Regions from separate parts of the Anser cygnoides genome. Here region 1 is linked to region 2. Evidence: chromatin contacts called from public Hi-C data. All regions are on one chromosome and are shown on one strand. Each heading gives the region's core, a stretch centred on a gene start, on an enhancer-like site or on the middle of the called end of the contact. The rest is flanking DNA. Distances are from core to core; before and after follow the strand shown. Region 1 overlaps MTMR7 (myotubularin related protein 7). Region 2 overlaps SLC7A2 (solute carrier family 7 member 2).

Region 1 (7,099 bases), core at 3,072-5,571, 100 kb after region 2:
AAAAGTATGGGAAATAATAAATATTAATAAATATATACAGGTTAATAAAGTAAAAGTACTTAATTTCAATCAGCTCTGTTTTTTTTATGTGTGTGGAGATCTGAATTTGGCATAAGGGGCTTGGCAGATAGCTTTCTTTTCCCCCCAAGAATCTCAAAAAGGGGGAAATAAACAGAAAATACACTTAATTTTACACGTGGGAAAACTGTACTAAAGAAGCATTTAGTGACTTTCCCAGGCCAGCAAGCAAGCAGCATATTCAAAGATAAAACTCCAGCTTCCATTTCAATGTATTTTTTTGCTGAAGCACAGCAAAATATTTGATAATGCTGCATTGTAGATGAAGATGTTTTGTGGTAATTTTGTCAATTCAGATATTTTGTGGTCTTATACAACTGGAGCCAAGACACTCTAAACTTGGGAAAACTACTCTGACTCTTCACTATTTCAAGCTTAAGAGAACTAAGCTGTATGAACTTTTGGGTGATTTGAGCAATAAAATGTATTTCTGGGAAATATATGTTCCATATGCCATGGAACGGTGTTATGGCAGATAAGACACTGCCACCTTCTGGGTATATTCTGCTAGTAAACATAACGCTGACCACAAATAAAATCAAAATGGCCTTTTAAAAGCAAAATTAAACCTTTGTGCTCTTGCAGAAGAGCCCTACATAAGCTGTGGGGTATTCTGTGTGTGTGTGTTTGATTAATACTCAATGTGTGTGAAATAGAGATCAGAGCCTTAGTGACCCAGCAGACTGCAATATACTGTAAATGGATTCCCATTGCCTAACTAGTTGCGTCGACACCATGGTAAATGCTTCCAATTTATGCCTGACTTAAATCACTCTGATTTATTGCAGTAGACCATGAGCTTTGTTTTGAAAAGAATCTGCGCTACTTGTTTTCATCCAGTTTTCCTATTTTATTTTTTTTTTGAGCTCAATGCAATGGCAAACCGAGCAGCAGGGAAGGGATATGAGAATGAAGACAACTACTCCAACATCAAGTTTCAATTCATAGGCATTGAGAACATCCACGTCATGAGAAATAGTCTGCAGAAAATGCTTGAAGGTATTACTCTTCTTTATTGAAAGCTAAGGAAAAGTTTTGACACAAATCAGAACAACTTCTTTGAAATCAGTACCAAAATAAAATTTTGTCTGGTGTACAGCATGTAGTTGCCTGCTGTCTAATGGACTTGTACCATGGATCATCACTGCAATTAGGGATGTTTTTCTAATTGTGTGAAAATCTTGTTCCATGACTGAAATCCAGGTATTGTTTACTTTAATGACAAACCTCATTTGACTTCAGTACACCTTACTGCTACTACTCTTTCCTTGTGGTTTACAATTTGATGGTAGAATGTAAACAGTTGCTTATATCTGACTAAGATGATGGTGGGAAAGACAGAAGATTAAAAAAAAAATCTCAGAAAACATATGGCTTGAGTTTTGTATTTGGTCAGTAAGGAACTCATGTATTTGGGACTTTAAATTTTAACAGAAATTTGTTCATGGCCTGTATAGGGCACATCACATCAGGTCTGTTTGTGAAACTCCCAGTCAGTGGGTGTAACCATTCAACACCTTCATAATCCCCTGTAAATTAGTAATAATCGCTTTATAAATACCTAGTGGTGTATAAACCAGCACATTGTACTGGTTTATAGCTTTAGTGTCTGGAATACATTACAGTTTAGAGGCCTTCTGGGAAAAGGGTAAGGATAAAAAGCCATCCTTGACCCACAGTTGTTTTGTTGATTTTTAACAGGCAAATAGTAAGTGCTCACTCCATCCCACGCAGTCTCAGTATTTATTTCATGTATATCATCAACAAAAGACTTTTAAATTCTTTCCCCTCCTGAATCAGCCTGATCCTGAACAGGCCTTGGTCTTGAATCGGGGGATCCCCTCTGGGGATGGGGCATCCACAGCTTCTCAGGGCAACCTGTTCTAGTGCCTCACTACTCTTACAGTGAAGAATTACTTCCTAATGTCTAATCTAAATCTATCCTCTTTTAGTTTAAGACCATTCCCCCTTGTCCTATCATTATCTACCCAAGTAAAGAGTCCATCTCCATCCTTTCCATAAGACCCGTTTAAGTACTGAAAGGCCACAAAGAGGTGTCCCCAGGGCCTCCTCTTCTCCAGGCTGAAATGTGCCTTCTGGTACCACAGGAACGTACCTTACCATGTCCTCTTCGGCCACATGTGATTCCAAGGCAGTCTGCGCAGTCTTCTGTGATCCCTGGTCAGTAACCTTGTCCAAGTGAAGGAGGAAGGCTCTGTAGTCATTGCTCTGCCCACTACAGATGCATGTGTGCTCAGCCCCACACAGGATCTTAGGTTAAATCAATAACTGCTAGGCAACTCATTTTATTTTTACTGCATCACTCCCTCCGTGGTGTATTCTTGCTTAGTTCCTTGCCTAAGGGTCTCAGAAGGGAGACTAGAAGGGGTTTTGGTGAACGACAAAACCTTGTTTGGCTGGAAGAGAGGCCTCGTGAACAAACCTTTCCCTTTGTTTGTTCAGCTTGAGCCTAGCAAGGTTAAAGTAGTAAACAACCAGCCTGGCTGCACGGGGTAGTGTTGTGTATTATTTTAGAGCCAGAAGTTCATGAGCCGGGCCCATGGCACAAACTGATAGGTAACAATTTCTGATACATTTAACAGTTTATGCTGCTTGGGGGCATAACTTCTTAGCATCGGTTCTTAAATGAGCCATAAGTTGCATATGTCTGTGTTTTTTCATAGATTTTATATTTTCTGTGTTGAAATCTCATTTAGAGACCTGACAGATAAGATTAGAAATTAAAGAAGTGAGGTTTCAAATACTTGAGGCTTTCATTGAATCTTAAGGCTTGAGGTGCACGAGGGCTGTTTTTCATGTAAAAAGCCATACAGTTTTTCTCTTTTTCCATTTGTAGAAGTGTTCCTTCATCTTATTTTTCTTGTCTCCTTTAAAATGTTATTACTGGGGAACCAGAATCAAAAAGGCTGCCAAAGACAACGACAATATCCACTTGATATGGGTTTACATTTTCATCAAGTATTTGAATATAGCTGGGTAAATCTCTAATGTAAATATCACATTACACTGCCAACATCCCCAGATGTGCCTACTGATCGTGCTATGTTGTGAGATGAGTCTGATTTGGTGCAGGAGTGCAGCAAAGGTAATTTTATTCCATTTACTGGAATTAAGCAGAAGTGAAGGTCACATGAAAGACTGCAGTTTGTTGTCAACATACAATTTTAAATAATTTCAAACACTGAAGAAATCTGAACTAAAAATGCACTTATATTAGGAATATGTTGATTTCAATTACATTTCTTTAGAAAAAAGCCGAAGCAATTAGTTTATACTTATTGCCAAGAATTTGATTAGTAAAAAAGAAAAAAATCAGCTTTGAAATTTTAATAACTTTAATTCTAACAGTTTTATTTAATTAACTTTAACATGTATTTACTCTTGTATATTTATTTTAGCATAATATAAGAGCATTGTAAATTTATATTAAAATTTAATACAGATTATTAATAATTTAAATACTAAATTTGTAGGATAATGAGATTTTTTTAAGAATATGCAAAAAGAAGTTGAGATTTCGCTTTACTCTGGAAGAAAAATGTACTTTGAGGTGCTGAAAATTCATTCCAGAAAAACAAACAAACAAACAAGTTTTATCATTGCCTCTGCTGCCTCTATCATTTTGTATAATATTGAATTTTATTATTGTTATTTTTTAAGAGAGGTGTATATGAAGAAACTTGTGCCAATTTTGATCCTGGACACAACTTCCTTGAAATAATTTTTAATATTAGAAGAAGATGTGGTACAAGATGTTTTCTCAGGAAAGATTCAGGTGCTGAGCCTGTTGTTTGGTATTTGCGAAGCGGGGGAGCCCTGTCAGGCTTCCAGGGGACAACTTAGCTTGACGTGTTTGTTGTGCACTGAGATGGCGACCCCACATGCTCTCTGTATTTAAACAGCAAACATGAGCTTCTCCTCCCCTCATACCAGGAGCACTGGTTGTTGATCAGAGCAGCCCTCTGATCCTTGGACTGCAGTGACAGATCAGCCAGAAAGAGAGCTTGAGGGGTTGGCCCACAGCCCTTCTCCTTCCTCTCCCTAGGACCCTGCTGCCAGAAAGAGGGAAACTGAGCATCAGTTGCATCCCCTTCTGGTACTTGTGCTGATGGAAGAGGCAGTTTCCACCACGTGCCCGATTTCTTCCTACCCTCCAGGGGAAGGAAGCACAGCTGGATTTCCATGAACTCTGGCATGGGCTCTTGATTTTCCTGTGCCCAGCCTATGCTCTCTTTCCCACGGCATGTGTGCAGGAGGTCTTATTTCTCTCAGATTTTGGTATCAAGTTTTTTTTTTTTTAATTTATTTTTTTTTCTCTCTCCTGAAGGAAAGAAGGTAGCAAGATTTTTTTTGTGTGCTGGTATCATTTTTTTTTCCCTGCCGCGACAGAAATGTCTTTTTCCCTCAGGATAAGCTGAATTCATAACTGAACTCAGTACTGAGGTCCAGGTTGGTGGCCAAAATCATTTGAAATATATGGTGTGTGCGTTTAATTTAGGACAGTCTGAACTTTGCTCAGTGAAGTGGTAGGTAAATATTGATTCCAATTTGGTGGTGGGAACGAGCAAAGCACTATTTCAGCTTTACCTTGGACTTTTGTAAACAGAGACAGCAGCCTCAGCCAGAATCCAGCTACTAATTGGTCATGCTTCCATCTGCACAGGAGCATTAGTCATGTGAAAAGATGTTTGCTTTCAGTGCTGCTATCTATGCATTTTTATAAATATCCTTCAAAAAGACTTTTAAAATAACCATCTGGAAGAGACCTGCGTACAAAGATTACTGGATTTCACATGGACACATTAGGCTGTTTTGTCTCTGAATTAAAAGGAGTCAGAATTTTGCCTCTGAATTAAAAAGAGTGAAGACAGATTCACTCAGACATGGTATAAATTCTGAATTTGGCTTGTAAAATTAAACTCTGGTCATGTTGAAAGAAATGGAAGTTTTGCCACCAGTCATAATGGCTCAAAATATAAGCTGAGTCTTTTAGAAGACGTCCAGAGAAAAGAGACCTACTAAGACATTATTAATTCACAGGTCATACATGAACTCAATGAAAAACATGATGTTTTCACTATATTCCTTAAATGAATTTCACAGATTAATACCTTTTTTCCTTAAAAGACAGTGTAATTGAACATGGATCAGAATAAGTGTGTAATCTATTTATGTGGTGAATTTAGTGTCTCACTCTTGAAAATAGATTACACCAAATTTTGCTAGGTATTTCTTGCTGGAATGAGATATCTGGTTTAGATTCTGATTGACTATTTTTCTTATGATATCGAAAGCTCTGTAATATTAAAAAAAAAAAAAGCATGGGTACAGTAGGATAGAAATTTAATGTTGTAAAAGCTGGGAGATTTTGTTCTTCAAACATGGTGTTAAGATAGCAAAGTTTTCAGCAAAAATGTTTTCCTTGGTGAGCTATGACTTTTCCTCACCATCAGTTGATGTCTTTTGGCTACATCTGAAATTTTAATAAGGTTTCATTCAGGGACAGGGAACTGTTGAGTGAATTGCTTTATCTGAAACACCATTATGTGTGGTGATGCTAACATCGGGATTTGGTGGGGCTGCCCCTATAGCGCTCACCAAATCCAGCTTCACCAACAAATATGGTTGTGAATAGGAGGCTATGGCATTTAGTGGTTTTCTGCCTGTCCAAAGGCAGAAATTTGTCCATTTTCTGATTCCAAGACCTCGATAATAGATAGAAGCCCCCTCTATAAAGGGTTTGAAAACTTCACTCGCAACACAACTGGGGAAGATCTGTGCCGCACAGGATGTATTTGGTAAACTGATTGCATCGGACTTCCTGTATTTACCATGCATTTAAGATGTAGCTTATTTTGCAGTTTGTGAGCTGAAATCACCTTCAATGAGTGACTTTCTGTGGGGCCTTGAAAATTCAGGCTGGCTGAAGCATATCAAAGCCATTATGGATGCCGGCATTTTTATTGCAAAGGTAAGGTGTGTAAAATAAAAACAAAACTTGAACTAACCAGATACAGAAAGTGAGGAACAAGTAACCCAAGTTACTTGGGTAACTTGTTATCTTCAGTGATGTTGTATCTGAAACTAGTGTGTCTTGTGATGCCTCGCATATGAGGAGAGAAAGGTTTTAGGTCCTATGACATGAACATTTTGCTAATAGGGTAAAAAGAGTTTGTGTTAATTTGTACTGAAGATCTCAAATGTATTATGGCCTCTACTTTCCTGTATCTTGTTATGCCATGTATTTCAATGCCCTTTCTTTACTGCCCCAGCAGTGGCTGTTGCTGCTCCTTTCCCTATTTACCTTGCCTCCTCCACTGTTTCCAGGACATTTTCTTTGCTGACAATTTCTGTTCTAGGACTACTACTTCACATGGTAGTTGTACTATAGGAATGTTAGCACTGTCCTCTGAGTTATTTAGGAAACACCTAAATTAACCTCCTAATCCAGTGCCTGTCCATTATGATGGCCAAATTCTCTAGCAGGTTCTACTCTTACGTACTTGGTAACTGCTTCAGGAAAAAAAAAAGTGTTGGCTTTGGTAAGAAATTATTTCTCCCAATCCCACCTCAAGTAGTGCAGACATTTCTCATCTACTAACAGTAATTTTGTCACCCCCTTACTTGTGCTCTGTCTCTTTCTGGTTCAGTTCTTATTTTTAAGATTATTATTACAATTTTTTACAGGCCATTTTATTTACAAGACGTGCTATATATGACCTCATGGATCTGCCTCCTAAGTAACTGCCTGTTTCTCTTGCTTTGCTTCTTCCTGCTCAGCAGCTGTAGCTTCTTACCTGAATGCCAGCTGCAAGATAAATGCCCGTGTTATTTCTCCCAGCCCTACTAGCTTCTTTAGCTTATAGAAATCAAGTCATTTACATTAGCTCTTGCCAATTTTTTTCCAGTGGCTAGTGTTTAATATCCAAAAAGTATATCCTTTGTCCATATGCTTGCCAGCCTCGTGCTTACTCAGGCTTGCATTTTGACCTGTTCTTAT
Region 2 (6,698 bases), core at 3,612-6,111:
AAAAGCATTCTCCAGAATGATGCATTAATGATGAATGAAAGTAGTTATTACTGGATTTTTAATTTTGTCTGTGATAGAATTCTGCTATTCACATTAATGTATTATGAGCTTGGACAGCTGAAAACTTACCTAACAGACCCACTAAAAAGTTAACGGTAGTTGCAGTCTGTTCTGTAGGTAAACTGGATGGATTGATCAGGGTCTGAAGACTGAAGTGATTCTCTTGTATCATATTTATCTGTGATTCACTAACTGCAGATTCCCTTTCTGATGCAGCCAAAGCTGCTTTTTCTGGAGAATATTTGGGTTGCTCATAGGTTAAACTGGGTTGGTACCTGGGCAAAAACAAACAACAAACAGGATAATAAAGTACTAAGTATACTTTGGGAATTAAGGAATATGCCTCTAGGAATGCATCTAAGTACTAAATGCTTTGCAACAGAGATTCAGAATTTCCCAATCTATAACTGTACTGCAACAGCATATAATTAGTCACTAATATATATAAAGAAATAATGGTAATTCACTTTTTTTTCTGAGTTTGTTTGTTGGCAATTTTTTAAGCTATATGAATGCACCAATGGGTCAAATAAATGACCAGCATTATACAAAAAGAGGGATCTGGTGGTCAATAGCAGGGAAAGGGGAGAGAAGCTTCTTTCCACGGTGGCAAGTTCGTTCTGCCTTGCTTCCAGTATGGGGCCTACTAACTGGCATAAACTCAAATTTTACATCTCCTTTGTTAGAATGTAAGTGCATTTTTAAAAATACATTCTTTAAATAAGTCTGTATGGAATAAAATAGTTTTCTCTAAAGAGTAAACTATTGCAACATTGAATCTGAGCTGAATTTAAGCTGTATAGTTTTCAAAGTTATCAATTTAGCCTCATACGGTAAGTAACAAACACTGACTTTTTAATTTAAAAATAACAAACTAAATAAAGAGATGGCCTGAAGCTATATCAATATTATTCAATTGTTTTTCAAAGAGAACAGATAAGAGAGTTTAACTGACAATTATTTATAATCTCACTCTTTGAGAGTGAGTATTTATACTCTCTCCTAGGGCTACCACAACTTGAAACATTTGTCTGGTTTTTCTCTACTGAATTCTGACTAGGGTAATACAAAGCAATTATTTTAACTTGGTCATCCTGTCAACTACCTGATCTGTCGTGTATAGCCCCCACAATGTGATAGGCCTGATGCACAGCATAGATTTTATTTGAAATATCATTCATTAGTGCCTTTGGGACTGATGCTGGGATCAATGCATCTCCTGGAAAATAAAAGGTGTCTGGATTTCACATGAAGCTTTGATCTGAGTAGCTACTATACTGATATGACAATAAATCTGTGTTTTCTCTGATGCATCTCAACTTCTTAGTAGTCATTTATACACAAACAGATAGCTCTCAAATATGTAGCTATCCAGCAAAAAACGTGTATTATAGATGTCACGTCTGTTTAGGTAGTGAACAACACAAACCAAAACACAGTAAAATAGAAATGGTCTTTTTGACTCACCTAAGAATGAGGACACAGGTTGCCACAAGTGAATATGCAAGAAGTGTGCCAATAGACATCATATCCACTAAAGCCTTTAGGTCAAATAGAAACGCCATTACAGCTAAAAAAAAGGGAGAAGAAAATGCAAAATTTGTATGAGGCTGATATACTGAGTCAAGATTTTAACCTCTGTCAGCAGTGTAACTTTAAATTATTTTACTGACAGCAATATAAGTGAAGTTATGGTAATCCTTAAAAACATATTTTAAGTCACAGCCGACATTCCTGAACCTAATTTCTGTTGGGAAACTCATTCATATGGATATCACACTGATGGGCCATACAGTCATGCTGCATAATCAAGCAATTTGTATTGGACTTATGTGGACATAAGTACTTGCATACATGCCTTGCTGAATGGTGACACATTAAAACACAATTTTATAGAATAAGGTTCTGATGCTGCAACAGAATTTCATCAAAGTTGAGAGGACAGCTCCCACAGCAAAGCAGGGGAACAATGATACAACCCAGTATGTCATCTGAAAGTGATGGTCTAAGAAAGTGCTCTGTGTAAAGAGACACTTTAAGGAGTTGTCTAGAATAAAATAAGTGGTTTTGTCTTTGAATAATTATCTTACTAAAACAGTTAAGTTCAAGTAGCCTTTAGGACAGACAGCAAAATATCACAATAATTAATATTCTTAAGATCACTGAAATCAGGGGCAGAAATTTCCATGATATTGTGAATAATTATGGCAGTTATTAATAAAAGCTAATGCCATCTTCTTCTGGAGATTCTGGAATGTCTTTGTCTATGCTGTTTGCACAGAGACACAAAGCACTCATAAAGAAATTAGCACAATTAATTGAAATTAACTATCACCAAATGAAAGGCTAGTATTAGTTGATTTGAGATGCATGTGGTCAAAAAATATCTTAAAATATTTGTATTATTGAGATACAGAAATAATCCGAAAATATTTAATTTTTTGAATCACCAATAACATCACCATCAAAAGAAACCGTCATATGTAGCCTTTATACACTGTATGTGTACGTGCACACAAACTTTTCTATGTTCAGAATTAATATTTATGTTTGTTTATATATTTGTAGACAGGTGTATAAATGCAAAAACACACAGCAACACGCATTCCCCTGTTTTCTGATCCTGAAGGAGACAGCAAAATGTGATTTCCAGAAAGCAAGACTGCTGTGTTAGACATATTATTTCATCTGCTAGTCTCCTCTTTCAATGAAGGAAGGAAGACTGTCCCATCTTCTTTAATGAGGGTGGATGTAATTTATTATAAGACGTCATTACCTCATCCATGAGGTAAATTTCTGAATACCTCACTGCCTTGCACACTCAAAAGTGTAGGTAAGCAAAGAACAGAACCTATTATAACCTAACATACAGTAGCTATGTTTAACTTCAAATCCTAGCTTCAAAACACTACTTTGTAGCCCAGAACTTTCTCTTACATATAAGAATCATAGAAAAAAGCCCGTAAGCTTCTGAGTAAGAGGAAAAAAAGACCTAGTATTATTTTTTCACCCCTCTTACTTCTACTGAAGTTGTAAGAAACCATGGTGGACAAATTTACAGTGAAGGAACCTTGACCTGTCAACTAAACATTTCCCTGTGTGCAGAGTTTCACAATCATGATTACAGTATGTGAAAAGGTAAGTCACAATTATAGCATGTGACAATTGACTCAGCTGTAGTCTTGACCTGATAGTTTTAATTGAGGCCAAACATTTAACAGGCTAACGGGGTAAAGGAGAACAGTTCTTAAAGCTATGCAACTATCCATGATAGGATTTAATAGGAAGGTCAGATAATAGGAATTGCTATACACATCTGTAACTATTCTGGCAAAACTATTTATGACCACAAATTACCAAATACGCATCCTTTTAAAAATAAAATAAAAAAAATACTCCTCCAGCAATATATAAAGCTGTCTGCAGGTAAATTGTTCACACACCAAATTCCCCAAACTGTCTAAAAGCAGTCCAAGTGACTGCTATTGCAAAGCTATAGTCAGGGCTGTATAGCTACCTCCATCAGTTTACTCATTGGGTAACACGGTTTTCTTTCTCTTCATCACCATAATTTCAGGCAAAGATGTTAATTCTATCCCATATAACTGCATTTGCAAATTATTATAAAGGAAAAAGTCAATAATAAGTAAAATTAAAACTCATGTTTTAGTCTCAGTTCTGAACCTCTTTTTTGATAAAAATTGTAGCCAGGGTTGTTAAGTGTTTTAAGGCATGTCTTTTATGTTTGAATTAGTTTTCGGACATTTATTTGCCTTTGAGTTAAATGCTTCTAGAGCTTCCAGTTTTCAGGGATAATTAGACATCCCCCTGAAATAACACAGTAAAATTTGGGCAGAACCACGTGTGCCTCTGCAGGAAGTATAGACAGAAGTGAAAGAGCTATATGTTAAAAATTTCTCTTTGCAAAATATAACAGTTGGCAGCTGCTCCTAAAATGCTGTTTTGCTAAAATATATGTGGGTGTGTACATGCAGACATACGTGCATACACACATAAACCCCAACACACACAAAAACACAGCCCTCAACCATAATTTGGTAAGCTTGTACCAAAATAAGAAAGTGAAAAAATCTACATATGTATTTTACACGAAAGCTGATCCTGTTGCAAATGTAGGATTTTTTTCTCACATCTCATAACAAAAAAACTTGACAGCTGTTTTCCCACCTCATAGATGTGACACATATATACATATATATATATGCTCATTGAACAAGGAAGCCCTGTATGGAGAGCATCAGCTTAAGTGATTAGATTAAGAAAGAAGCTTATTCACAGTACAAGAGACCAATATTTAAAAAAAAAAAAAAAAAAAAAGAAGAAGAAAAAAATCATTTTGAATTCTGTGACATTAAGGATGTTACCACCACCATGATTGGTATGATTCGGAGTTCTTACACCCTTTGATTACTCAATAATTTTATTCCCACCTTACATGCAAGGGAAGTTAACAAGCAGCCCTTTTTCAAAAACATAAAGTACCATGCACGTGCAAAGAGTGCTTAAATCTCAGTTTTAAGAAACACGGGCTTCGAGAGCTTACCAGAGATGACCCCTGCTGTCAAGGTGGCAGAAACTGGTGCCTGCCTCTTACTCACTTTGGCAAGAAAACTAAAGAGTAAACCATCGCGTGCCATGGCAAACAGAATTCGGGGCAAAGGGAACATAGAGCCGAGAAGACTAGAACAGAAAAATGTATAGTTCAAATACAGGTTATTAAAAGCACAGTGCTTTACTGGTAAACCCAACTACACAAAAAGAAAGCTTGGAAGAGTGAATGGGTTTAGGTTTAGTTTTGGTTTAGGCTCTGTTTTGCTGCTCTTGTTTTTTGTTTGGTCGATCGGTGGTGTTGTTTAAGGTTTGTTGTTTATTTTGAACCTAGGCTATGACAGCTCTTGAGATTAACCAACAAATACAAAATCTGTGGCAGAGAAAAGTTTCACTAGTAGCCTACTTTACCCGGCGACAGTCATATTTGGTCATTTCAGTCACAAGCAAATCAAAATTGCACATATATTTTGCACATTTTCCATATATGCAACGCATTTAGCAGTGCACCTTTCTTTACAAGGATCAACTCTTAGTCTCACCTGCTACTGCACCAGACGATAGAGTAGCAACTAGTGGGGTCTTCGTTTTGGAATTGATCTGAGCTAGACATTTGAAAAGCAACCCATCCTTCGCCATAGCATAGATTACACGTGGCATTGGGAAAATGGATCCAAGAAGACTGAATAAAAAGCAAACACATGCAACACAGCAAATGCAGTTCATGCAGAGTTGTATCATGGAAAAGATAAACAATGTTAATTAATGACATGTACAGAAACAAAATTTATGATTGTAAGACAACACCAGAAAGCCCCATAGCCCAAGATACTACAGATCAGACACAAATTGAATTTTTTTTTTTTCCTGTAAAGTTGATTTTTCTGGGTTTGTTTGTCTTTTGTTTGTTTGTTTTTCATTTAGGTAATAGAATTGCTTCATTAGAGAGAATTCAGGTTAGCAAAGTAACTCTTGCCATCACTGTAGTTCTTGGGCATTAGTGGACAAGGAACGTGTTCCGGGTCACACTAACTATGCAATTAAGCTTTAGTATTCCTGGAAAAAGTCCGTCAGTCAGCAGCAGCAAATCAATAAGCATTAGCAGCATCTTTTATGCTCTACATTTCTATGTGAAGCTGCTGATTAACAGTAACTCAAAGAAAGCACCATAAAGTTAACTTGGGCACATTATTTCTTTCAATTAAAGCACCTCAAGCCAAGCTTCATTGAGATAATTTCTTTTTTGGAAGAAGTAAAGGTAATTATTTTAGATTTATTGTTAGCAGCACACAGAAAGCTTTTAAACTGTTGATAACTCAAGGCTCTTTTTAGATAGACTTCTTAAATTAGGTGGTTTCTTTCTCTCAGAGTGAAATAATTGTAATTACAAAAACCAAAAACATTTAAAGGACAAAAAGCAAATCCATAGCCAGTATAACCTCTGCAGCAAGCATACTAATATTTAACCAGTTGAATGGTTGCCCATGTTACTTAGGAAATCAATTATACCGCTTACAGAAGGCCCAGCTTTTATGTACCACAGATGCTAAGTACCTCTGGTAATGCTCATGAGACACAAGCATTTAGGTTAGACACACATAAAATAAGTTTCATTGCACATGAACTGAAGTATGAATGCTCTTTCCAAAAAAGAATATTTCCTGAATTAGGATGACAGTTTATTCTTCGAGTAAGGATACTGTTAAAGTCCACAGCTAAATTTTTGCTGTTTTGACTTTGTAAAATTTATTTATCCTATCCCTCTTTAAGTGAATTCACAAAAATAATGGAAATATTAATGAACGTCTTTACCCAGAGGAAACAAGTTCACAACATAACATGATAAGAGGTAACCATATGAACCAAAAGCAATTATCCCAACTTTTTTTTTTTTTTGGTTAATTATACCTCTAAATTTAGGAATATGAAATACAATTTCCTTAGATTTGTTCTAAATCGACATCAGTCAACAAAAACACTGGAAGATTACTCTTTCCATACAAGGAAATACAATACTTCAAAATACACTAGAAAGAGGACAGCCGTTCAAATTTCTGAAACAGTGTTTT

What was found. A called contact is a pair of places that touch in the nucleus more often than the background predicts.
Region 1: a Hi-C map of liver shows a contact between it and region 2, with 6 times the contacts expected there. The contact joins two enhancer-like sites. A contact is called at or near these places in 5 of 7 Hi-C or Micro-C datasets (fetal liver, granulosa cells and liver).

Annotation. Positions count from the first base shown.
Region 1 is chr4:62,071,165-62,078,263 of Taihu_goose_T2T_genome, forward strand. It overlaps MTMR7 (myotubularin related protein 7), which reads left to right. Exons shown (of 16, transcript XM_066996784.1): 9 at 945-1,077; 10 at 5,961-6,070. Among named protein-coding and RNA genes, the nearest start is that of VPS37A, 33 kb to the right of the region's middle. Within about 2 kb of position 4,322, at least 2 of the 3 cell types and tissues checked have open chromatin away from gene starts, as enhancers often do. A contact at or near this core is called in liver, where this site is marked.
Region 2 is chr4:61,970,375-61,977,072 of Taihu_goose_T2T_genome, forward strand. It overlaps SLC7A2 (solute carrier family 7 member 2), which reads right to left. Exons shown (of 12, transcript XM_066996787.1): 7 at 4,625-4,761; 8 at 1,528-1,630; 9 at 130-335. Among named protein-coding and RNA genes, the nearest start is that of PDGFRL, 12 kb to the left of the region's middle. Within about 2 kb of position 4,862, at least 1 of the 3 cell types and tissues checked has open chromatin away from gene starts, as enhancers often do. A contact at or near this core is called in liver, where this site is marked.